Regions from separate parts of the Zea mays genome. Here all the other regions are linked to region 3. Evidence: chromatin contacts called from public Hi-C data. All regions are on one chromosome and are shown on one strand. Each heading gives the region's core, a stretch centred on a gene start, on an enhancer-like site or on the middle of the called end of the contact. The rest is flanking DNA. Distances are from core to core; before and after follow the strand shown.

Region 1 (3,465 bases), core at 877-3,376, 170 kb after region 3:
GCCGCTGATGGCGCCCGCGCCCAGCAGGACGGACGTGCCGAACGACAGCAGCGCCGCCGTGCCGCGCCCGAACAGCGCCTGCGCGATGCGCCCGCCCTCCAGCCGCCCGATCGGGAGCAGGTTCAGCGACGTCACCACGATGCCCAGCAGCCCCGCGAACGCCAGCGGGTCCACGGGCACGCCCACGCCCTCCACCGCGTTCGGGAGCACGTTCCCGAGCTCGTCTGCGTAGGGCCCGATCACCAGCTGCACGAACGACAGCAGCGGGTTGTTGTAGAAGAACTCCGGCCGCACGAACCTTTGCAAGCAAGCAGTGCCAGTGTCAGTCAGATCTCTCTGCCTCGACCAAAACTGATGCCACGAACGAACAGAAGAAGCGAACGATGATGGTTGCATGCAGGACTCACAGGGCGTTCTCGCCGCCGTTGAAGCTGCCGTCGACGATGAACGCCGAGACGGCAAGCACCACCGACGTGACGTACGCGCTGGCCGTGCGCGCGACTGGTATGTCGAACAGGGCCTTCTTGTTGGGCAGCAACGACTCGTAGTTGTTTATCACGCCGAGGCACCCCGTCCAGTTGGACGGCACGAGGAATGACGGGCTCAGCTTCACACCGTACTTCGCCGCCGTCAGCCTAGTCGCAATCTGCCACCGCATGATCATCAGCTGCAGCACGTCGAATGCCGCGAAAACATCCAAGTGCAGCTGTGCGTGTGCGGACATTGCTGTGCCGCCGCTCGTACCTCAGAGACGCCGAGTATCGTGAGGAAGCCGCCGAACAGAGGAAGCACGTCAGAGACGTAGTCGTCGAACGTGGCGCCGGGCTTGAGGAAGAATCCGCTCATGAGCGCGATCGTCCCGAAGGTCGTGACCGCCAACGCCACGGCGCTGAGGTAGCCCCACGGCGTGCTCAGCTTGGTGATCTCGAGCTGGACGTCGATCTCTGCCTTGGGCTGAACCATGCAGACCTGCTTTGTGATGTCGTCGTTCTTCTCCTCCATGAACCAGAGGGTGACCTCTGTTCCAGCCGCCTCGGAGATCTTCTTCTCCAGCTTAGGCCGCACCTCCTCGATGGGCTTACGCAGGTTCCCGATGAAGATCCCGCCGTCGCCGAACCTCCGGACGTCCACGGCGAAGAACGTGTCGTACCCGAAACAGCTCTTCAGCTGCACGCAGACGCAGCACGGCATCAATCGCCCAAGTTCTGATAATCAGCACCAAGCAGAGCGAATTGAGGAAGGAAGTTACCTTGTTGAGGTCGAGTGCCTTGAAGGTCTGCTCCGCCAGCTCCAGCCTCTGCTTCTCGCGGGCCAGCTGGTCCTTCACCAAGCCCCGGAACAGGCCGGCGACGGGGTTGGCGTCGGGCTCGCGGTCCAGCTCGCGGAGCTTCCTGTCGGCGCGCTTCTTCTCCAACTTGATGGCGGCCTCGATGGAGGGATTGCCCATGAACTTCTTGAACTCCTCGTCTGACTTCCAGTCCACCTCCTGCTGCTCGTCTGTGCTCCTCTTCTCCTCGCCGTCGCCTTCTCCTTGGCCTCCTTTATCTGCCTCTCCAACATGGCCCGACGCCTTGGCCTCATCCACCCCTCCAACATGATGCGACGCCGTCGCCTCCTCCTGTCGCTCGCCGGAGGCCACAGAGACAGAGGACGCCGGGCCCACCCTCTCCTCTTGCTCCTGCTGCAACGATCGCCTTACTACTGAACTACTCCTAAGAGGCCGAAGAGGCGGTTTGTACTGGTTCTTGGAAAAAAGAGGGGTCCTGGTTACTCTTGGCACGGTTGCGCTTCTACTAGTAGAAGCACTGCTGCTGCACAAGAGAGAAGATGCAAGAGAAGCAGACGACATTGGGGACGAGCTGCAGCCTGCGGAGCTTAACAGTTCTGTGCTTGTTCTACTTCTATTGTTTTGCTATATAAGCTATGAGGTCAGACTCCATGGGAGAGCTTAAAAAGGTTCGGAATGGAGCGGTGGAGGAGTGGACGAAAGAAGGAAGGTGGGCGTTCTAGAAGGTTTGAGAAGGCGCGCGCTGGGCCGGAGGACTCGTGAAGAATGCGACGGTCGGAGGTGTCTGATATGTGCTGCGTGCCTTCGTGTAGGGGCCGAGTGGCGACGACGGAATTGAGACTTGAGAGTTGAGACAAGGACACAAGGTGAGGCTTATCCAGCTGCCCGGGGAAGACGTACACTTGGCAGCAGCTGGGCACGCTGCACGCTGCCCTGGAGCTTAATGTGTGGGTCCTGGCGTCCTGCCAACCTGAAAGGCTTCCTCAATTTCATGTCCTCAACTCCTATAGAATGCTCCCTCATTTCTTCACCCACCCATCAGGCCACCACCCTTCCTGTGGAATTTTTTTAACAAACCTTCTTTTACTCCCTCCAATCTAAAGTATAGTTCATTTTAACTTTTAGAGTCAAAACATTTTGTTTTAAATTTGAACAGATTTATATAATAAAATAATCATTTTATGATATAAATAAGAATTAATATTTCCATTAATTATATTTTTGACATATTATACTTTTCATTAATTATATTTTTGTAGCACATATTAGATTTTTCATTAATTATATGTTTATACTATATATTTGATGTCATATATTTTTATAATTATCTTTATAAAATTAATTAAATTTAATATATTTTTATTATCCGCAAAAGTTAGAATAGCATACAATTTAAAATTAAGGCAGTAGCAAACATGTGTTCCGATAACTGATAAATACTTCTTCCACTCAAATTACAATATATTTTATTTTAATATATTATATATAATATACATATTGTATATTTAACTACGTAATAAAAACTATATATCTAGAAAAAAAAATAATTTAGAACAGAGGAAAAGTAAAATTTGATATTGTCGAACCATGACTTAGAATTTTAGATGTTAATATTTACACCAACAACTATAGCAGTTAATCGTATTAAATATATTATACAGTTTCCTGAGGTTAGAAGGCTCCCCCGAAGGAAGTGCTGTAATTCAATAAATCATCGGTCTGTTTTTTTAAAACAATTGCTAGAAATTTTTCGAAAGTTCCAAATAACTCTAGTTCAAGACAAATCTTCGTGTCCTTTGGTTTGTTTGGATGCAAAGTATTTCAATCTTTAAATACTACGATTTTAAGTTGTCATCACACAACTGTGTACTCTTACACATGTGCAAGCCTAGTCATGGCCAAAAACTTGGTGTTGGATTGAACTTTTAAATACTCCAAAAATACCATGTATCTATAAAAACAATGGTATTCAAAACAATTTTTTTTACAATATAGCCAAACACCTCTTTCCAGAAAATACTATGATATTGTCCAATATCATAGTTTTACCTAAAACTCTAAAAATACTATGCTTTCAAACAAACCCTAATTTCCTAATCTGATGCTTAGAAAATTGAAAGAAATTTTAGGTATTATCCTATTCAAACCTCTCCACTCCTCTAAACCTTGTTGATCCT
Region 2 (3,676 bases), core at 257-2,756, 240 kb after region 3:
AGCATGGTCACCCGTGCCTTGGTCTCTCCACGAGTACAGCAACTCCTTCCCTCTGAACACGAACATTCCACCCTGGTGGAGAGAGAGAGAGACGAGCAGCGAATGAGACCCTTCAGTATGCACACCGTAGCGTAGAGGTAGAGCTCAGACGACGACGACTTCAACCTGCTGCAGGACGCCGGTGAGGTCGGCGGGCGTGCCTTCCAGCGTGTAGTTCTCCGTCGCCTTCTTGATGTAGTCGAGCCTCGAATATATCTTTGCCTTCGTATCGTGTGTATATATATACAATCAGCGTGCAGTGTAAAAGATTGCAAGTCATGTCACCAGCGCGCGACATCTCAAGACGTCCACGAACGGTAACAAAGACGAGAGCAGCAGTGCTTACTGCTCAGCTCAAAGCGATGGTACTTACACTAGCTGGACTGAAGAGCGTCCGGCCCAGACCATGGTACAGTCCAAGCACGCTGTAAGCCTGAGAGAACGAAGCAGCGTTCAGCAGAGCCGCGGTCATACCTAGGACAGGGCATTACGATCGCGCAAACCAAAACACTTGAAATTTCAAAAGTTGAGACGCTTCTGCACCGTAGTCTGTCACCTTACGCTCGGGGTCCGCGTACAAGGAGTCCATAGGAAACGGCAGCTGCAACGCGCACTCATTCAGAGATTCAGTTTTCGGCAAGGTTTCAGACTTTCAGTAGCTTCAAGCCTTCACATATAAGAGTGTTCAGCACGAGGCCACATACCCGGTCGGCGAGGATGCGAGCCTTCTCCGGGGTTCCGACGCCGATGGCGATCAGCTTAGCCCCCGCCGAGTCGAACTCCGCCATGGCGTCCTTGAGAACAGAGGCCAGCTCCCAGCTGCGGAAATGGACACGCCCAAATCAAAGCTTACTCGCGAACAACAACCAACCAACCAACCAACCAACAGATACCATCTCGATCTCCTCACCAGCAGAAGCACCCGAAATGCCTCAGCAGCGCAACCACGGCCACCCCCTGCGCGCGCAAGCGCAAGGCGGCGTCAGCATACGACGGCAGGGAAGGCAGGCCAGGGCAGGGCCGTCCCGCTGTGTGGCCACTGACCGGCCGCAGATCACGGAGGAAGACAGTGGTACCTCGGCGGAGTCCCACAGGTCCGTCAGCGCCACAGCGTTGCCTGTTCCCGCGGCGAGGACGGAGACGCCGCCGAGAGCGTCCCACGCCGGCACGCTTGTGTCCGGAGCCAAGCCGGAGGAGGAGGAGGAGGCTCCCGCTACAGCGGGGACCGTCGGGGAGCGGCGACCGACGCGCCCTCCTCCGCGCGGGGGAGAGGCGCGCGCCGCCGACACGTGGACAAGCCGGCGGGGGGTGCACGCGCGGGGAGTGACCAGCGGCGCGCGCGGGAACGAGATGGCCGTCGCCATGGAGAGAGAGATGTGGTCTCAGGAGCGTGGAGACTGGAAGACACAACACACCCTGGCCTGGGCGCGGAGCCGCGGACGCGTGCCGAGTCGAGGCCCGACTCCCGAGTACGGAGCGCGCGCGTCCGTGTGTGTTGCGCGCGCACTAGCCACTACTAGGACGGGGGAGCGAGCGAGTGGCTCGTGGTGCGCGGCGGGGAGGCCGCGTGGCGCTGCTTGGGCGCGTAGTTTTTCGATTAGTTTTCCTGTCGAGGAAAAGTTTTTCGAGTAGGTGCTAGGTGCGCACGGATCATTGGTACGTGGGCTGACGGATGAGCGAGCTAGAAGATACAGACGCGGCCCACTAAAATGGCCTGGTTTGGTGACACCTGGTCGGCTGGTCGCCTTTGGGCTGGCCCGCGAGCCCTGTCGGATTTTCTCGCATGTCCCGCAACTACTTTGGACCGTCCCTCTCATAGTCTCATTCACTTCTTTTAGGTAGTGTTTGGTTGAAGAGCCTAGTAGAACGGAACCGTTCTGTTCCAGTTTTGTTGTTGTTTAGTTACAAAGTAACTAGAACGGAATGACTCCAATTAGGGAATATTCTCCTCAGATCCGGAACCATTCCGCTCCAAAAAATCAATGGAACGGAGCCGCTCCGTTCCAATCCCGCTCTCACAGTCACGCTCCGTTCCGTTCACTCTGCAACCAAACAAAAAACAGAACCGCTCTGTTCCAGATTACCAAACACAGAACAGAGCGGCTCCGTTCCTAGAATCAGGGATGGAACGACTCCGTTCTACTTGGCTCCTCAACCAAACACTACCTTAAGGAATCTCATTGCTGCTAGAGTTGGTCAAGATCAAATAGTCACAACTTTGATCAACAATATATAAAAAAACAATAACATAAATAATACCGAATTAGAATGTTAAATACATAATATGTATTAGCAATATTCTATATAACTTGGTAGATATGACAATTTAACTTACGAAAACTCAAATAGCAATATCCTATGCGCCTCAATTCTTGCATTGGCTTTTCAGGAGACGTGAACATTAGGTGTTTTTGTTGTGATGGTTTGAGGAGCCACTCAATCCTGTATTAGGTTGTGTACCATTAGTTCATCTTATGGATTTTGGTGAAAATGGGAACTAACCTAATGTTAATGTATATTTAGATTACAAGGTTGACATGAACAAAAGATCGTAAAGATAAGATGATTATAGATCAACACACAGGTAGAGAATATACCCTTCTTGTTTTTTTCTTACCCCATCAAAGTTGAGTCTAGGACTAATGGCACCATTAGTCCCGGATATACCAACCGACTGAGGGCCTGTTTTTTGCACTAGTGCTAAAATTAGCACATGATAATCTATTGTTAAATTTTAGCACTTGAGGGATGTTTGGAAAAAGTGCAAAACTTTAGCACTTACGGTTCACAAGGAGCACGTGACCAATGGTGGGAAGAGAGAAAAGGGGTATTCAATGCAAAATAAGATTGGCGACATTTTTAGCACAGTTTAGCAACTTTGGTGGAACTAAAGTGATAATGCGTGCTAAACTTTAGCACAACACTTTTAGCTACCGTGTTTGTTTCATTAGTAGCTAATTTTTTTTAAAAAAGGTGTAGTGATAAAGTTTAGCGAGGAAAAACAAATGAAACTAAAAACCCTAGTCCATCGCATGCTTTTGCAGTAAGGGCTTTTAGTCCTAGCTACAGTACCAATCAGGACTAAATGTCGCGCGCGTCTTTAGTGCTAGTTGGTGGTTCCAATCAAAATAAAATGTTAACATTAAGTCCGGTTGGTGCCATCAATCAGAACAAAAATATATATCATTGGACTAGGAATGTCCGGTCGAGACGCACATAAATAAAGCAATGAACCAATCATCGACCGGTATACCTTTTGATCCACGGACTTACCTCCCGTGTCGAGGTCGAGATGCCCATTGGTTCCCATGGGTGTTTTGATGGGCTTGGCATCCTTCATCCCAAACTTGTTTAGAATGTCTTGAGTGTATTTTGTTTGGCTAATGAAGGTGCCCTCTTGAAGTTGCTTTACTTGGAATCCTAAGAAATACTTCAACTCCCCCATCATAGACATCTCAAATTTGTGTGTCATAATCCTACTAAACTCTTCACATGTAGACTCGTTAGTAGACCCAAATATAATATCATCAACATAAATTTGGCATACAAACAAGTCATTTTCAAGAGTTTTAGTAAAGAGTGTAGGATCGGCTTTTCCGACTTTGAAGCCATTTGCAATAAGGAAATCTCTAAGGCA
Region 3 (3,454 bases), core at 55-2,554:
TGAGGTCGAGGGCAAACAGTGTCACCTCAACTGGTAACCTAACAAAGTTGAAAAGCAACCAGTCCCTTCGAGAATAACCATGCTATCCCTAACTACAGATAAAAAGACGGGCAAAAGAACCATCCACCGTCCAGGCAAAGGCCTGGTGGAACTGCATTACAGCTGGAGAAGACATGCTTCACCCATAGCCTTTGAGAACAAACCAAATCTGCAACAGGCTAAAGCACACAGTCCAGAAAGTGAAACTTTAAACCCAGGGCATAAAGGAGGAGACACAGGAGAAATAACCCCATCATTAAGCAAACGGCACTCACTAACTGAGTCTTTTGGAGCAAAGTGAATGAAATGGGAGGAGAGCCAGCTCTTCCTAAAAGACTAAAAACACCAAAGCTAATTGGGAACAGGAAAAGTTACCAAATCTTCAATAACCAGGCATGTACCACACTAGTACCATTGAGCTTGAAAGAAAAGGGTCATGTTTCACCAGATGAAGAATACGAAAACAAGTTTGGAACTAACCAAGAAGTGCGGTCTCCTTTAGGATATGGCTAGGCAGCTGCTCCTTAAGAAGCTAAAAGAGCTCCTAGTAATGTTATTGGGAATTTAAACTAACGGGCCCTACTTGGATGAGTAAAATCACAGGACTAGCATCTCCAGGAACGCACAGAAAACATGAAGCTGTCTCCAAACAGGGCTACCGATCACTTTATAGTTTCTTCATAATCTTGGAAAAACAGCAAATGTGAAATGAAAACTTGGAGAAATACTTTCGCATCACCAAAGCTCACAGAAGGAAGGGGGTAAGAAGGTAAGCTGAACTGGTGATAGCGTGAGGCTATTTGAATGCGTAGGTGGCAGGAGTAGGATCTGCAAGAAATAACTAAGGCAGTGCTGAAGCTTTCCGAGAGCAGGGGGAGACGAAAGCAACGACCTTTGACTACACCGCGTAATGAGGTGGTGTAAAGATCTTGAAAGGAACAGGTGCCAAGATGTTCGAGACAATAACTGCCTGAGAATTACCCGACCGCGGAATCACATGAACCCTTCAACTCCAAAAGGCCGGCCACCAATTTCACCAGCAAGCGGAGACGAACACTTTGAAATAATCGATTAGATGAAATTTTTTCTTTCCTTTTTTTGCAGAATTACCTGACGTTGGTGGGCATCGGAGAGAGAGCTCTGGTTTCTTGGCCCTCCCCAAACGAGGATCGCCAATTTGACCGCGACGGGAGGGGGTGGTGAAAGATTTTAAGGGCAGGAGGCGGAAGCAAAAGGGCAAGACGGACGCAAGAGCCTGCTGCTAAGTGGTGTTTGTTACCTGCCACTGAGGTGAAATGATTCCTTCTTGCGCTCTGGCAGAGGGTTGTTAACCACTGCAACTGCCCCTTTCTCTCTCTCTCTCTTCTCTATTCCTTCCCTTCTCTCTCTTCTCTCCTCTCTAATATTTCCAAAACCTTAGCGTAAGCTAACAACCCCTAATCAAAGTTAACAGCAGGCTAGTGTACTATTAGTAGTAGTTTACTGCTTGCTTTACTTTAGTACACAAAGATTAGCTGTAGTAAGGAGAAAATAAAGTAGAGAGTAAAAAAAATAGTGCATAATTCTCAGCTCTCCAGCCTTGCATACCCTCAATGTCCTGTGGGCCCCAGTTTGCCTGTGCACTGGTACTATTGAACATTTGTATATTATCTATAGCTTGTTATTTTATTCTTTACCCAATGGATACATAGCAGCAAGTTTGAACTGAAGGAAAATGATTTCTCACCAGGTAGCAAGGGCTAGGCGGTAAACAGCATTTGAGAAAAAAAAATCCAGAAATGTGAGTCAGATCATTGGATGGTTTATGGAGTTTATTTTAAGCTTCATGGTATGCTTGATTTTGTAGATGTAGCACAACAGCACTGTTGCTAGTGCTACTACTGCTACTTTTACAAAGATGGCTTTGTTTATAAGGGTTGGGAGTGCTTCTCTTCCACACCAAGCTTTGAATGAGCCATATCTCTCTTTCTACTGACATGCTGCCATCTATTTGTACATTGGTCTTTTTTCTCATTCCTGCCAGCTTACCTACAGGCTACAGCCATCCTCCCTCTCTCTAGACACCCAGGCAGGGAAGAAGAAAAGAACATATACAGAGAGGGAGAAGGTGAGCAAAAACATTAGGAATCTTGTAATCTTTTCACCTTCTTGTCCTCTACAGTCTGAGAATGCAGGACACTAGCTGGATTTGTGGGATATGGTCAAAGCATGCACTGTAAGGCATCCTGCTGCTTCCTTGCTTGCTTAGGTGTCTCCATCTCCACGAGATCTTTCTCTCTTTGCCTCTCTCTTTATAGTACAAAAAAACTTGCTGGTACATGGTGATGGAATGACTTCAGCATCAACCAAACCACACACAGACACAGCTAAAAAGTTTGATCACTCTCCATATCACCAAAAAAAAAAAGATTTTGCTCCACTGGTCAGATTGGGGAGAGAAATGAGGTGGAGTATGGACATTACCCTCATGCAGATGCAGCTAGTCACCTACTTCTGCATCCCAATGAGAATCTGGGGCTTGTATTATGTGTCGGTGTGATTAGTTGTTTACATGCTTGCTTTGCGCTAATCTAAGCAGGTATACTTATACTTAATACAATCCTTCAGTCCAAAGTGCCTGTTTTAAATATTAGAAGCATTAGCTGTTACTGTTAGCCTGTTCCTTTGTTCTTAGTTCTTACAAAAGACCAGAGAGGGATGCAACCTTTGGCCTGACCTTCTCAATTTGCAGTATCTATTGAAATGCTTGTATTTTTTACAGATGGTTCTAAATGCCTGTTTCACCAATGGTAGGGCTTCGCATTAAATCTAATTAAGCGAGAAAAATGGAGTGATTTCTCTATCAAACCGAATAGATTAAGTCAAACATGTAACTGTCCCAGTGAACGAGCAAAAGAATAGGGCCTGAGTCTAGTTCACGCGTACCAAGTGTGCCAGTGTACTAGGCTTAGTGACATCATGCTTGTGCTAGGCAAAGTTGATAGGTCGATTTTAAAATCATTCTCTTGTTCCAACAGTCTACTCAGATACAGAGGGTTTTCTGTGCTCCTATATACGGAGTACAGTACATGTACTAGGTAATTAAAAATACCTGAGACTTTTGTATTAGGAACATGTACAACTGTTGCTCTTTTTGTGCAGTAGGAGCCTGTCTCCCTGTTCTTTCAAGCGAAAAAAAAAAGATTGCAGCACCTTTGAAATCGCCAACGCAAACTTCCATTTCGACTCATGAAGAGGGCTAGATTCCTAAGATCTTGACCAACTGGTTTTGGTTAGAAATTAGATTTTATCTAGTTTTCATTGTGTTTTTCTTTCAAACAGCAACCGGCAAGATATTTACCGATCAAGTGTTAATCAATATTGAGTACTTAAGCTTAGGATCCCAGTATCATTTCTTCTAATCCAAAGTGGAGAT

Evidence for each region. Hi-C and Micro-C count contacts between places; a contact is called where the count stands out from the background.
Region 1: a Hi-C map of root tip shows a contact between it and region 3, with 2.7 times the contacts expected there. The contact joins the promoter of LOC100274266 here to the promoter of LOC100193160 in region 3. A contact is called at or near these places in 6 of 25 Hi-C or Micro-C datasets (ear, endosperm, leaf and 2 more).
Region 2: a contact with region 3 is called in a Hi-C map of ear, with 2.0 times the contacts expected there. The contact joins the promoter of LOC100275311 here to the promoter of LOC100193160 in region 3. A contact is called at or near these places in 2 of 25 Hi-C or Micro-C datasets (ear and tassel).

Annotation. Positions count from the first base shown.
Region 1 is chr1:278,755,594-278,759,058 of Zm-B73-REFERENCE-NAM-5.0, forward strand. It overlaps LOC100274266, which reads right to left and starts at 2,127. Exons shown (of 4, transcript NM_001148630.2): 1 at 1,250-2,127; 2 at 745-1,167; 3 at 408-646; 4 at 1-298. The coding sequence starts at 1,849.
Region 2 is chr1:278,826,599-278,830,274 of Zm-B73-REFERENCE-NAM-5.0, forward strand. It overlaps LOC100275311, which reads right to left and starts at 1,507. Exons shown (of 4, transcript NM_001149419.1): 1 at 1,116-1,507; 2 at 950-996; 3 at 744-858. The coding sequence starts at 1,403.
Region 3 is chr1:278,582,131-278,585,584 of Zm-B73-REFERENCE-NAM-5.0, forward strand. LOC100193160 reads right to left here and starts at 1,305. Exons shown (of 10, transcript NM_001138317.1): 1 at 1,150-1,305.